Linked DNA regions of Zea mays: all the other regions are linked to region 3. Evidence: chromatin contacts called from public Hi-C data. All regions are on one chromosome and are shown on one strand. Each heading gives the region's core, a stretch centred on a gene start, on an enhancer-like site or on the middle of the called end of the contact. The rest is flanking DNA. Distances are from core to core; before and after follow the strand shown. Region 1 holds the start of LOC100285414 (CRAL/TRIO domain containing protein). Region 2 holds the start of LOC100284530 (ZFP16-2). Region 3 holds the start of LOC103644258 (scarecrow-like protein 30).

Region 1 (4,347 bases), core at 736-3,235, 390 kb before region 3:
AGGTGCCACCTTGCTTAGCGCTTACCACATTTTAGGAAAATGTTTTTGATTTCATAATCTGTCTAGAAGCCCAGGTGATGCTTCAAGGAGCTCATTGTGCAAAACACCCAATGCCTCAAAACAAACTCCTAGTCTTATGCGGTTATGCCAGCTCTAAGTTAAGTAGAATTCTTCATATATTAACAAGAGTGTGACACAGAACATTTCACTACAGATTAACTCTGGGCCAGTCATGGTTGGACTTGGCATGGGCTCAAAGGACGGGTCAAGGCTACAAAAAATAAAACATGCAATTGAGAAAACACCTAAAATAGTGCTCTTCTTGCTGTAGTGTTGAAACTAAAAAAAAAGTCTGCTCAGAATGGAAAAAAATTGAGCATCCTAAGAACCTATTGACAAGATAATGCTGCCAGATCTATGTTCATTTCTAGAGAAAACTGTTCCTAGTCACCATGTTCGGAACACAAATAAACTATATAACTTACATCATAACCAAACATGTTATTAAGATTGTGAGTAAATGAGACAATGCTGACATACTACAGTACCATGATCAACTCAGTAGAAAGAAGGTAGTAAATGTTCAAATAAAATAGCATTCCCTCTCCCTCATCTATTTTCATTTATGTCAAGGAATAATTCAATATCTAAGCACATGGTATTTGTTAAAGCACTACTATTTTTGAAAAATAAGGAGCATCCATCTTGGAGAGCTGAGAAATCAAATAACCTGAATTCCCTGCACGAGAAATCCGAGCGGTGCCCATCTTTGGATCCAGCTAAATGGAGGATACACAAGGATCTGCAATGCTTGAACAGAATTCCATATGAAAGGGCATCTTGTTTTAGAAACTCTTCTCACTGCCTCAAGAGCAACGACCTTGATCAGAAATGATGCCACATGGCCTATTGAACCCCCACCCAAGATCAGTTGCTTCGATGGCACAATGCGGTTCACACACTTAGGTGAAATGGCCTTTGCTGGTGAAGCAACCAGCGTGCCCTGATACTTCTTGTCATTGCCTGCTTGACTTGAAGGTTGCAAGTGCTTGCTTGCATTCGCCATTGCTTCGAAGCAAAAGCAGAGGCAGAAGACAGGCCCTGCTATTCACATGTACCACCAGCTTCAGCAAAAAACAAACCAGGTGCCTCTAACCACTGCAGAAATATCATGAACAGGAGCATAATAAATGTGTAGCAATAAGCACAATGCATACCAACAGCTGAATTAGCAACCAAGGAAGAACATACCGAATACACCTAAATACATGATGACCACCAAAAGAAACAAGTAATAAAAGGTGTCTTCAGGCCTAAACCGAGCAATTATGATGTCCTAGTATAAGCTGAATTAGAGGTTCACACGAAGTGCGCATTGTTCACTCGCTCAGCACACAGAAAGGCGGACTTAACGAGGGGGTGGGGTTTCAGTTGGTTGAGACCCAATCTATTTGGAAAATAACAGCTATTACTACAAACCCGCCAGCCACCAGCCACCATCCACCAAACAAATGCTTAGCTAACCGCAATGATGGAGGGATTCCACTATACATCCCGGCAAGACTGATCTAGATTAGATCGCTGAATGGTCACATCGTATACAGTTATACACTAAGATGAGATCTCACGAAGCATGCACACACAAAAAAAACGCACTCGTGGAACAATCCGCCATCCCGAGTGATCCAGCATCCAGCCGTCCTTCCTTACCGACAAACGAAGAAATCAACCCAAACACAGCTGGGCCTCCAAGCGACTCCGGCCTCCGCGCCGCGCCGCAAAAGGAGGCGAGGAGGAAGACGGCTCCAGGATAAACTCCCTCCAGGTGGTCCGCGCCGGCGGAAGGAGACCTGCTCACCGGCCGCTATTTAGGGCTGGAATGCCCCTCGGATCGGGAAACGGCCGCGGATCTGAGGGAGTGTCGGGGACGCAAGCGGGAGAAGTGAGGAACACGAACACTCCCGCGGCCGCCGCGCGGGGGAAGAGGAGAAAGAGATGCGTGGGCGGAGTCGGGGCAGAAGAACAGAGACAGAGACAGAGACAGAGACAGGTCGCGGCTCAGAGGAAAAGTGTGCGATCGTGTCCCTTCTCGTGCTACGCGTGGGCGTGGTGGTTCGTCCGCGGGCGCTGCGGCGTGGGCCTAGCCCAGAGGACCATACCATACCAGACGACCACTGGAGTGGGTTCCGCCGGACCCCGTAGGGTACTGGATGGATGCTCCGAGGCTGGAGCGGAGCTGGATTCGTCGCGGTCGTGACGTGCGAACGTAGACAGAGCCCAGTTCATCATTGGCAATACAGCAACGGTTAGACCTTTGAAATTTTTCGGGCCGGCCCAAAAACCGGATGTTTTGGTAGGAGGGAAAAAATCACGTACGGGTGTCGGATGATCTGTTCCTTGGCCTGTTTTACAAATGAACCAAAAATATATTTCTCTATCTCTATATCTACTATTATAATACACATTTTCAGATAGAATCGTGCACGGAACCGTTTTCACCGTCGTCTATCTCCCCACGCGCTCCACCCCGCCCTGCGGCCCCTCCCCACCGACTTCCACGCCAGCTGCACGTCGCGTCGTCGCCCGCACAACCGCCTCCGCGTACTCTGTGCCACTAAACTCGGCAACGACCACCCGCTCCCCTAGCTCCGCCCGCTATAAATCGCTTGGAGGTCGCCCCACTCACCCGCGACGCCACCCTCACGCCGCCAGTCGCCCTCGACCTCATCGTCTTTGGCATGGCCACCATCGCGTACCCGCTCGCCTCCGCTAGCTCCACGAAGGCGTCGCATGAGCCTCATTCTGTTCGGGCTTTGCTTCGACGACTTTGCGTGGCAACATGCCAAAAAAAACCTAACTCCAAATCGCGGGTGACTGGATCCAGGTCCGCCTCCCCTCCCCTTGATCACTGAAAGGGAATTAGGCTTACACCTAGTTCCTAAATAATTTTGGTGGATGAATTGTCCAACACAAATAATTGGACTAACTAGTTTCCTCTAGTGTATAAGTTATACAGGTGCCAAAAGTTCACACTTAGCCAATAAAAAGACCAAGTATTGGGTTCAACAAAAGAGCAAAGGGACAACCAAAGGCACCTCTGGTCTGGCGCACCGGACTGTCCGGTGTGCCACCGGACAGTGTCCGGTGCACCAGAGGACTCCAGCGCAAACTCGTCACCTTCGGGAAATTCCAGAGGCAACTCCACTATAATTCACCGGACTGTCCGGTGCTCCAAGGAAGAGCGGCCTCAGGAACTCGCCAGCTTCGGGAAACTGCAACGGCTGCTCCGCTATAATTCACCGGACATGTCCGGTGTACACCGGACTGTCCGGTGTAACAGCGGGGCAACGGCTATTTCGGCGCCAACGGCTACCTGCAGCGCATTTATTGCGCGCCAGCGCGCGCAGAAGTCAGGCGTGCCCATACTGGCGCACCGGACACTCTACAGTACATGTCCGGTGCGCCACCGGACATCCAGGTGGGCCCAGAAGACATAGCTCCAACGGCCAGAACCCAACGGCTTTGGTGACGTGGCTGGCACACCGGACATGTCCGGTGTGCACCGGACTGTCCGGTGCACCATACGACAGACAGCCTCCACCAAACGGCTAGTTTGGTGGTTGGGGCTATAAATACCCCAACCACCCACCATTCATTGCATCCAAATTTTCCAATTCTCAACCACTTACAAGAGCTAGGCATTCAATTCTAGACACACCAAAGAGATCAAAATCCTCTCCAATTCCACACAAGGCTTTAGTGATTAGCGAGAGAGATTTGTCATGTTCTTTTGAGCTCTTGCGCTTGGATTGCTTTTTTTCTTTCTCACTTGTTCTTGTGATCAAAACTCCATTGTAATCAAGGCAAGAGGCACCAATTGTGTGGTGGCCCTTGCGGGGAAGTTTTGTTCCCAGTTTTGATTTGAGAAGAGAAGCTCACTCGGTCGGAGGGACCGTTTGAGAGAGGGAAAGGGTTGAAAGAGACTCGGTCTTTGTGACCACCTCAACGGGGAGTAGGTTTGCGAGAACCGAACCTCGGTAAAACAAATCCTTGTGTCACACTCCTTATTTGCTTGAGATTTGTTTTGCACCCTCTCTCGCGGACTCGTTTTTATTTCTAACGCTAACCTGGCTTGTAGTTGTGATTATTTTTGAGAATTTCAGTTTCGCCCTATTCACCCCCCCTCTAGGCGACTATCAATTGGTATCAAAGCCAGGTTCTTCATTAGAGCCTAACCGCTCGAAGTGATGTCGGGAGAACACGCCAAGAAAGAGATGGAGACCGGCGACAAGCCCGCTACAAGCCACGGGAAAGCTTCATCGGAAGAGTCCCACAAAAAGGGAAAGG
Region 2 (4,376 bases), core at 995-3,494, 510 kb before region 3:
GCTAAATATATAAGACGAAGGGAGTATGCAAGAGTATTAAGTAATCCTCCCATCCAAAAAAGTTTTTTTTTTTGAGAAGTAAAAAATGGTATTTATTTTAAGACGGGTGAATGATGTAGAAGTATGTATACGTACCATATATAATTTTTTTAAAGCAATGACGCGTTTCCTGATTCTGTTTACTTCACGCTACTGGCGCCAGCCGCCCGCCAGTGCATGGTCGCTGATCGACTCACGATCTTTGCAACAGCCTTCGTAGTTTCATTTTCTTTTCAACCAACCATTATATATAGTCACCCATACTCTGCACTAGTTGATCGGAATATAATTCTTCCACTATAACAGACATGAGTCCATGCACGTCATATACATGTGCCCGAACTTCACATACTGCTAAAAACTTTGGCTAACAATTTCTGTAATAGCACATTATCTTAAAGAAACTGATTACATATAACAAAAAACATATTTCTATAAAAATCACATACATATCTCTATAAAAATTGCATTTTGGAAACACAGAGAATAAAAATTGCTCTCTAGTGTTGCACGGGCACACAGACACAACACAGGTGGGAATGTGAGGTCGAGCCAAGCCAGAGGCAGCACTACTAGGTCGGCGCGGCGTGACGTCAACCATGAGATCATCTATCGCCTCTCTTGGCTCTCCATGACGTGCCGGCTGCGAGTAGATCGACGAGTATTGCAGTCAGCAGATATATCTTTATAGTTTCTAGATAATATTAAAATAACTTATATCATCAGGTATTTAATTGTATTCTAGGAAACTGCTTTTAAAACAATCTAGATACCACGGCACAATCTAAAGTTTGTATGTTATAGTTAGTTTTTTTTTACTATATGTACTCTAATTTAAAGCACCCTCTCTAAATTATCACTAAAAGACTCATTTGCATAAAAATCACTTTCTATATCTTTTCAGTCTCAACATTCTTTTCTATATCTTGTTTGCACTCTAGAGAGTCATTCATGTTTTTTTGGCTAGCGAGAAATCCGAAATATAAAATATTGGATGGTATTTTTTTAGGAAAACAAAAATCTCTATTTATATAAATTAAGAAGAATATTGAGAGACACTTGGAGTTGCTTTTAGAACGGTATGTCTAAACATGCTAGTATGTTTAGAACCGATCAAAAATATTGTATCGTTACAATAATTAAAACAATGTTTTCATTATTACTCACAGATACGTAAATATATGTCTCCCGATCGGCTTAGGGTCCGTTTGGTTTATTTAGTACAGGAACTAAAGTTTTGTTTGGAGACTAAAATTTAGTCTCTATCCTGTTTGGTTGTAGGGACTAAAAATATTCTAAACATATTAAATGAGTCATAAGAAGACCGAAATACTCCTTAGTATTCTCCCGCCATTAGTGCAACTAAAATAAAGGAAGAGTAAAAAGTGAAATTTGTATGATTTAGTCTTTTTTAGTCAACCTTTGTGCTTTGTGGGACTAGAGACTAAAATAAATCAGTCTCTATTTTAGTCTCACTGTTTGGCAATTTATGAACTAAATGAGACTAAAAATGAAGGGACTAATTTTTAGTCCCTCAAACTGGTCAATTTGGCAGCCACGGTGGATATCACAGCTGATGTCTTGTGGTGCGGGATGGATCGATGAGATGCCCCAGTTTGCCTGCGCTTAGTAGTATACCGTACACACTACCAGAAAGGGAAAGCGTCTTCTGGAACCGGAACAAACGAACCAACTTGGAACAGGACTAGTTGACCGTGAGAGCGCGTCATTATTCAAATCTCACCAATCTGAGAGAGCTGAGCGACCGAAGGTTCCAGATCCTTCCCGCACTGCCGAGCCGAAGGTGCAGTCAGCGGCAAGTGCATCTCCACACGCCGCCGCCCATCCCCTCGCCGCCGTCCGAACCCGCGGGCGACGTTGCGTTGCGTTGCCCCCGCGGCTAAGGAAGGGGAACAGTCGCGATCTGGCGGCGGAGGCCACCGGCCGCCCCAGCCCAACTATATATCCGCGAGGCAAAACCGCGCGCGATGGACGCCCATCCGTCCACGTCGCGACGCGGCGCCGCGCTTCGCGGTGCGCGGTGCCTTCCCCGGATTGGTCCGCCCACGTCGCGTCGGTCGGTCGGACTCGGACCCCTATCAACTTGGCGCACACGTAAGCCCCCACACCGCCTCGGCCCTCTGCACTGCCGAGCCTTGGACGGAGACACAACCTATAAAAGGGTGCGCGCCCTCACCCAGACCCAACCCAACCTAACCCACAAGCCACACAACCCAAGCACAAAACACATCACCGCATCTTTTTCCTTCCGAGCTGTACGTATCTGCAGAGAGAGAGAGAGAGAGAGAGAGAGAGAGAGAAAGATTAGGTCAGAGACCATGAAGCACCCGAGGCCGACGGAGCAGGATGTGTCGCTGGCGCTGTCGCTGAGCACGGACTCGTCCACGACGACGTCCGACTCGGCGGGGACGCCACCGGCGAAGCGGGCGCGGGCGCGGGCGCGGCGGCGGGGCGCCGTGGTGGCCACGTCGGGGGAGGGCGAGTTCGTCTGCAGGACCTGCAGCCGCGCCTTCCCCTCGTTCCAGGCGCTGGGCGGCCACCGCACCAGCCACCTGCGCGCGGGCCGCCACGGCCTCGACCTCGGCGTCGTCGGCGCCCGGGCGCTCAAGCAGCACAAGCAGCAGGCCGCCAACGCCAACGCCAACGGCTGCGAAGGAGGCAAGCAGCGGCACGAGTGCAACGTCTGCGGGCTCGGCTTCGAGATGGGCCAGGCGCTGGGCGGCCACATGCGGAGGCACCGCGAGGAGGAGATGGGCGCCGCCGACGCCTGGGTCACCCTCTGGCGCACCGAGGCGTCGCGCGCCGCCGACCCGCCCGTCTTGCTCGAGCTCTTCGCTTAGATCGATCCGGCCGGCATAGGGTCGGGCTAATCCCTCCTTGTTATTTGGGGGGAGGCTAACTCGTCATCTAGACATCTAGTAGCGTCGGTAGTTTAATCCAGGACATGTAAATCGTATTGGTTCGTTCGTTGCCTTTTTTTTGTAATTACGCTAGTATAGTACTAGCTTCTGCTGTGTTTAGCGGTTCGGTCATGGGGCCGGTTGGATTCCGATACGAATGTCAGAGAACTGATTTCATTCATACTATATTGCTGGAACATATAACAGGATCGATGATTCCTTGGTTCCCATGCATGTCTGTTCGGCTTACTGCAGCGCATTCGTCCGAAATCATCGCGCACGAATCATTCGTCAATTTGAACGATATCCGCGATATGCATGCTTTTTCTAAAATGTCCCAATGGTTAATTAATTTCGTTCGCATATGTTCATGAGCAAGTTAAAAAAAAATAGCGGTCTGGTTCGTTTAACTGATTCCTTTTTTGTTTACCCCCAACGCGATCGAAGGCCCATCGTCGAAACGATCGATTGTTCTTCCGGTTCTTGGACCGTGCGTACCTGTCGTCATCCCATCCGATGATCACCAGCCTTCAACTTTTAGCATCAGGCGGGCGGTTCTGTGGTTTTGGGAGGGATAATTATTGTATCGATATGATCATATGGATTTTTTGAGGCTTTTTCTCGGCGCCTGGGGAAGGCAAACGTGGGATGCACGTACGTGCGCCCGTCCGGGCCCAGCTGGTAGCAGCCCTGCCCCGTGAATCAAGAGGACATATCTGGTGCACATAGAAACTGGTGCACATGGTGCACATATTAAATCATCACCACTCATTTTAGATCTAACGTCTCTAATTGATTATTCAATTTACAAATAACACCTTCCACCACTACACACCACCACGTTGGAGGGTGTCCTTAGTAAAATGTACCAAACAACTAGAGACGTTAGATCTAAAATGAGTGGTAATGATTTAATATGTGCAACATGTGCACCAATATTCCATGTGCACCGTGAATCAATCCTGCCCAGGGGCCGGCTAGTTTCATGCATGCATGATCATGGTCTGACGGATGAGGGATGACGCTATGTGCTGGCTATGACTCCCCCAGGCCCGTATCTCTATCTCCTAATCTCGCTTGAGCAGTTGACCGTATGCGTGCCACATCCTATACGGCTATACCTAGCTAGGTTCCTAAACTAGATTATGAACGTACCTACTCTCGAGTCTCGATCCTCCTACGTCGAATGAAGAGGCCGGGGACAAAAATACAAAATTATCTACGTACCAAATAATCATGATTAGATTCATTGCGAATTTTTTATATCTGAAGCCATAAATTCCGTTCCCACCAGTGAGTCAAATAACTTTAAATCTGACTAGACTATAAGATTTATATATGTATATAAAAAAAGATAGTGTCAATGTCTATATCTTCAACGCATACTTGTTACAATAATAATTTTTATAATTGATT
Region 3 (4,186 bases), core at 536-3,035:
TACTCCCTCCGTCTCAGGATATAAGACGTAATCACTTTTTATTCTTGTCCCACAATATAAGACGTGCTCTCTCTATGCATACGTATATCGATGCAGTGGTATAGAGACAATTAAATGCATTTTTTTGGTCTTTGAACCAGATGTGGTTACGCCTTATATACTGGGACGGAGGGAGTATTCAATAAAAAATGTACCATTCAACTTTTGCAGAATTAGATAACTAGTTCATTTAGATGCCATGACATCCAAATGAACTAGTTGTCTGGTTTTGCAAAAGTTAAATGACATTTATACAATTAATCCTTTTTGATATGGCGATATGCCTTTTACCTTCGACATCTATTGGAAAGATGGATAGTGCTAGAAAGCGTTTTTTTTGGAAGAGGGAAATATCATTTGATTAGATGGACTAAGATCACTAAACCTAGCTAAGAAAAAAAAGATTAATTACATACTTGTCACCCTGTTTTTATAAAATTAGATAGGTAATTCATTTTGATGTCATTGAGCGACATGAAAATAAACTACTTTATAACTCTTTAAATTTGGAGTGGCATACTTCTAATTAACCCCAAACCAGATATATTTACTTAAGCAGCAGGTCTACGGTGTCGGCCAATGAAAAATCCACCATTTTTTTGGCATACTAGATGGTGTGGCTATAGGTTACTTTAAAGACACACTTTTCTCATTTTTTTTAAAAAAAACGAGGACCGTGATTGTTCAGTTGAAGCCATGAAATATAAAAACTAGAGCCTCATTTTTAGGAGATGGCTACGTGAAGATTTACAGAGTCAGCTTAGAAGATTGCAAGATATCGTTCTAAAAAATAACGATGGCCAGTTGGTAATTGCGAGTGAGATAAATCTGGAAATTTCCCTAAGAAACTGTTTTGTATGGGCAAAGTTTTAATATAATCTAAAAAGGCAAAACAACCGTGGAGTGAAGGTCTTCACGTGGTTGGTATTACAAGATAGAAGATACCCTCTTCGTTTTTTTTATTTATCACGTTTTAGTTTAAAATTAAACTAGCAGATGATAAATATTCAAGAACGAAGGTAGTACTTACTATTCTCTCTAAAGATAATCTCTGTACGAACAGTACATGAAATTATGTTGCTGCAGGCGTTATGGTGTTATTGTTTCATTGCACCTTATTTAATTGAAGGCTGAGTTTGAATCTTAGTCGTTGACTCTAAGGTTCATACTAATCTAATCAGTAGAACACACATACTTTTATGTTTTATTAAATAAAATCTATTTATATAATATATAGAAATAGTAGCAGTGTATTATTTCATCATGACAAGGCCACAAAGGTGAATCAAGCGCCTCACGTTTTTTTAAGGAATCAGCAAGCGCCTGTGTGGTAGGTTGCAGCAAGCGGCTGAGCCAAAGCGGGTCATGAATCACTGGGCCGCTTGTGCTCGGCTCCTCTCGGCTTTGTTTCGTGGGCCAGAAGACCGGACCACGGGCCGACAGAAGTGTCGCGGTACCGGCCAGGCGGCCAGTTTCGTTCCGTTTCGTACTTCGGCCGTGGATCACGTTCACCTGGTTCTGTGGTCAACTTCTCGGGTAGGCATCCGAGTGACCGCGTCCCCTGGAGTTCAGCTCACACGGTCACACCTCACACCACTCACCCTGATCTGTGGCCCCAACCGGAAACTGTCACGATCGACGCGACGCGACTCGCGCCGAGTCGGTACCACGCATCGTATTCGTAGAGGGAAAAAAAAATCAACTAGGAGTAGGAGGGAAGCCCCTTCCCTACCATGACGTCTGGCCACTGACGTGCGGGGTAGACTCAGACTGACCCCGCACGTCAGTGCCCCATATCCCTGTCCATGCAGCTGCGCCAGGCGGCAAACCAACCAGCTCTCGTGCGCAGAAAATCCCGCGCCGTTCCCCACGCGTCACCGTGGTGCGCCGCCCCCTTCCTCTCCCGCTCCCCTCCACCTCGACTACCAAAACACTGATCCGGTCGCTGATTCGCTGGTGCTGCTGCAGTTTAGGCTAAACAAATCACCCAGTTGACGAAGAGGGAGCTGCTGCCGCGGTCCTGGCCCAGCTCGAGAGAAGTCTTTTGGTCTTGGCCTCTTGCTGCCGCTGCCCCCCAATCGGCGCCGCTTTGCTTCCTGGTTTCCGCAAGGTTCCACACATCAGCATCCGAGACTTGGGATGGAAGGCACGGCGTCTTCTTGGAGCCGCGACTAGGGTGGGAAGGAAAGTTACTTGCTGCCGTCTTCGCGGTCTTTGCGCAGGCAGGGTAGAGCCGGAGATCAGAGATCTTGATGCAGACAAGTCCTTCGGCGTGCAGGGTAAATATCGCCTCCTTTTTCTTCAGATATATATGCTTGTCGGCGAAGTCCTTCGGCGTTCCGATCATCAACTTTTCTTCCAATTTGTAGTTCTCTCTAAGCGGAATCCTTGTGTTCTTGAGAGAGAGAGAGAGAGAGAGAGAGAGAGAGAGAGAGAGAGAGAGAGACTCAGAAAGGTAGCGCAGAGGTGAGATTTGTAACCTGTAATAAGTGACTTGTGGCGCTGAAGATCGAAAGTCAGAGAAATCTTGTGGATACAAGCTCCACCTCCAAGGAATGATAATGGACCCTCGTCCTCGTGACGATCCCAACCTCGGTGCTCGATTGCCCACCCCAAATCCACCCGCACCTCACATGATTAGCTTCTCCCTCCAGCAGCCACAGCTTCAGTTCTTCCCTTCGTATGGATTCCACGGCCACAGCCACAGCTCTCCTGTCAGCTCGCATCCATCTCCACCCTCGGCCATGCCTGGCTGCACCACGCCAAGCCCGGCATCGACAACCACAACCGAGCCAGACAGCGTCGAGGATTTTTCCGAGACTGTTGCTGACGACGCGGTCCTAGCATACATCAACCAGTTCCTTCTTGAAGACGAGGACGAGGAATCCTATCCTATTACCAGCGCGCCTGTGGAGGATTCAGCACTCCTCGCCGCCGTCGAGAAACCATTCGTCGACATCCTCGAGTCTGCCAAGCCTATCGCAGCACAGGGCTATGAAGTAAAGTCTTGGATCACTGATGACTGTGATTCTACAGGAAGCGGAAGGTTTCGCGATGTGGTCACAAGTAGTCTGCCTCGTGAAATGGTGCGGGAGGGTTTAGTTGGTGCTGCTCATAAGGGTCAGAAGAACCCGCGTGACGAGGACATGGAGATGGAGGGGAGGAAGAGCAAACAGTCGGCACTGTGTGACGAAGAGACTGTCCGGGAGATGTTTGACAAGGTGCTGTTGTGTACCGACAAGAACTGTGAGTTCCACTCACCAATGCCAGCCGATGCACAGATCAGCGGGGGATATGTGAAAGGATCTAGAAATAAGCGAGGGCGAAGGAAGGGGAGATCAGGTTCTGGTGCAGAGGAGGAGCCAGTTGATCTCACAACCCTACTCATACATTGTGCTCAGGCCGCGGCTATCGACGACCACAGGAACTCAAGCGAGCTGCTGAAACAGATCAGGAAGCATTCCTCTGCTACTGGAGATGCTGGCCAGAGATTGGCACACTACTTCGCCGATGGGCTGGAGGCTCGCCTAGCTGGCTCTGGCAGCAGCATCTACCGTTCGCTTGCTGCAAAGAGAACTTCCACTGGTGATATACTGAAGGCGTTCAGTTTGTATGTCAAAGCATGTCCGTTTAGGATACTATCACACTATGTCGCAAACACGACCATCTTAAACGCTACGAAGAGCGCCACAAGGCTGCACATCATAGACTACGGGATAATGTATGGTTTCCAGTGGCCAGTCCTCATGCAGCGGCTCTCAAAGAGACCTGGTGGCCCCCCGTACCTTCGGATCACTGGTATAGACTTTCCCCTGTCAGGATTCCGCCCTGCAGAGCGTGTTGAGGCGACAGGGCGGCGGTTGCATGAGTATGCCCGTATGTTCAATGTCCCATTTGAATACCAAGCCATTGCTGCCAAGTGGGATACTATCCAAGTTAAAGATCTCAACATGAAGAGCGATGAGTTCGTCGTCGTTAACTGCCTCTACCGGATGAGGAACATGATGGACGAGACGGTGACGGATGACAGCCCGAGAACGCGGGTTTTGAACACAATCAGAAAGCTGAATCCCCATCTGTTCGTTCATGGGATCGTCAATGGTACTTACAATGCACCCTTCTTCGTGACGCGGTTTAAGGAGGCTAT

What was found. Hi-C and Micro-C count contacts between places; a contact is called where the count stands out from the background.
Region 1: a contact with region 3 is called in a Hi-C map of bundle sheath, with 2.3 times the contacts expected there. The contact joins the promoter of LOC100285414 here to the promoter of LOC103644258 in region 3. A contact is called at or near these places in 3 of 25 Hi-C or Micro-C datasets (bundle sheath, leaf and leaf mesophyll).
Region 2: a contact with region 3 is called in a Hi-C map of bundle sheath, with 2.3 times the contacts expected there. The contact joins the promoter of LOC100284530 here to the promoter of LOC103644258 in region 3. A contact is called at or near these places in 5 of 25 Hi-C or Micro-C datasets (bundle sheath, ear, leaf and 2 more).

The regions. Positions count from the first base shown.
Region 1 is chr1:300,304,433-300,308,779 of Zm-B73-REFERENCE-NAM-5.0, forward strand. LOC100285414 (CRAL/TRIO domain containing protein) reads right to left here and starts at 1,986. Exons shown (of 7, transcript NM_001158307.1): 1 at 1,711-1,986; 2 at 731-1,104. The coding sequence starts at 1,066.
Region 2 is chr1:300,184,065-300,188,440 of Zm-B73-REFERENCE-NAM-5.0, forward strand. LOC100284530 (ZFP16-2) reads left to right here and starts at 2,245. Exons shown (of 1, transcript NM_001157425.2): 1 at 2,245-3,188. The coding sequence starts at 2,379. The coding sequence ends at 2,900.
Region 3 is chr1:300,691,448-300,695,633 of Zm-B73-REFERENCE-NAM-5.0, forward strand. It overlaps LOC103644258 (scarecrow-like protein 30), which reads left to right and starts at 1,786. Exons shown (of 2, transcript XM_008667465.4): 1 at 1,786-2,318; 2 at 2,409-4,186. The coding sequence starts at 2,595.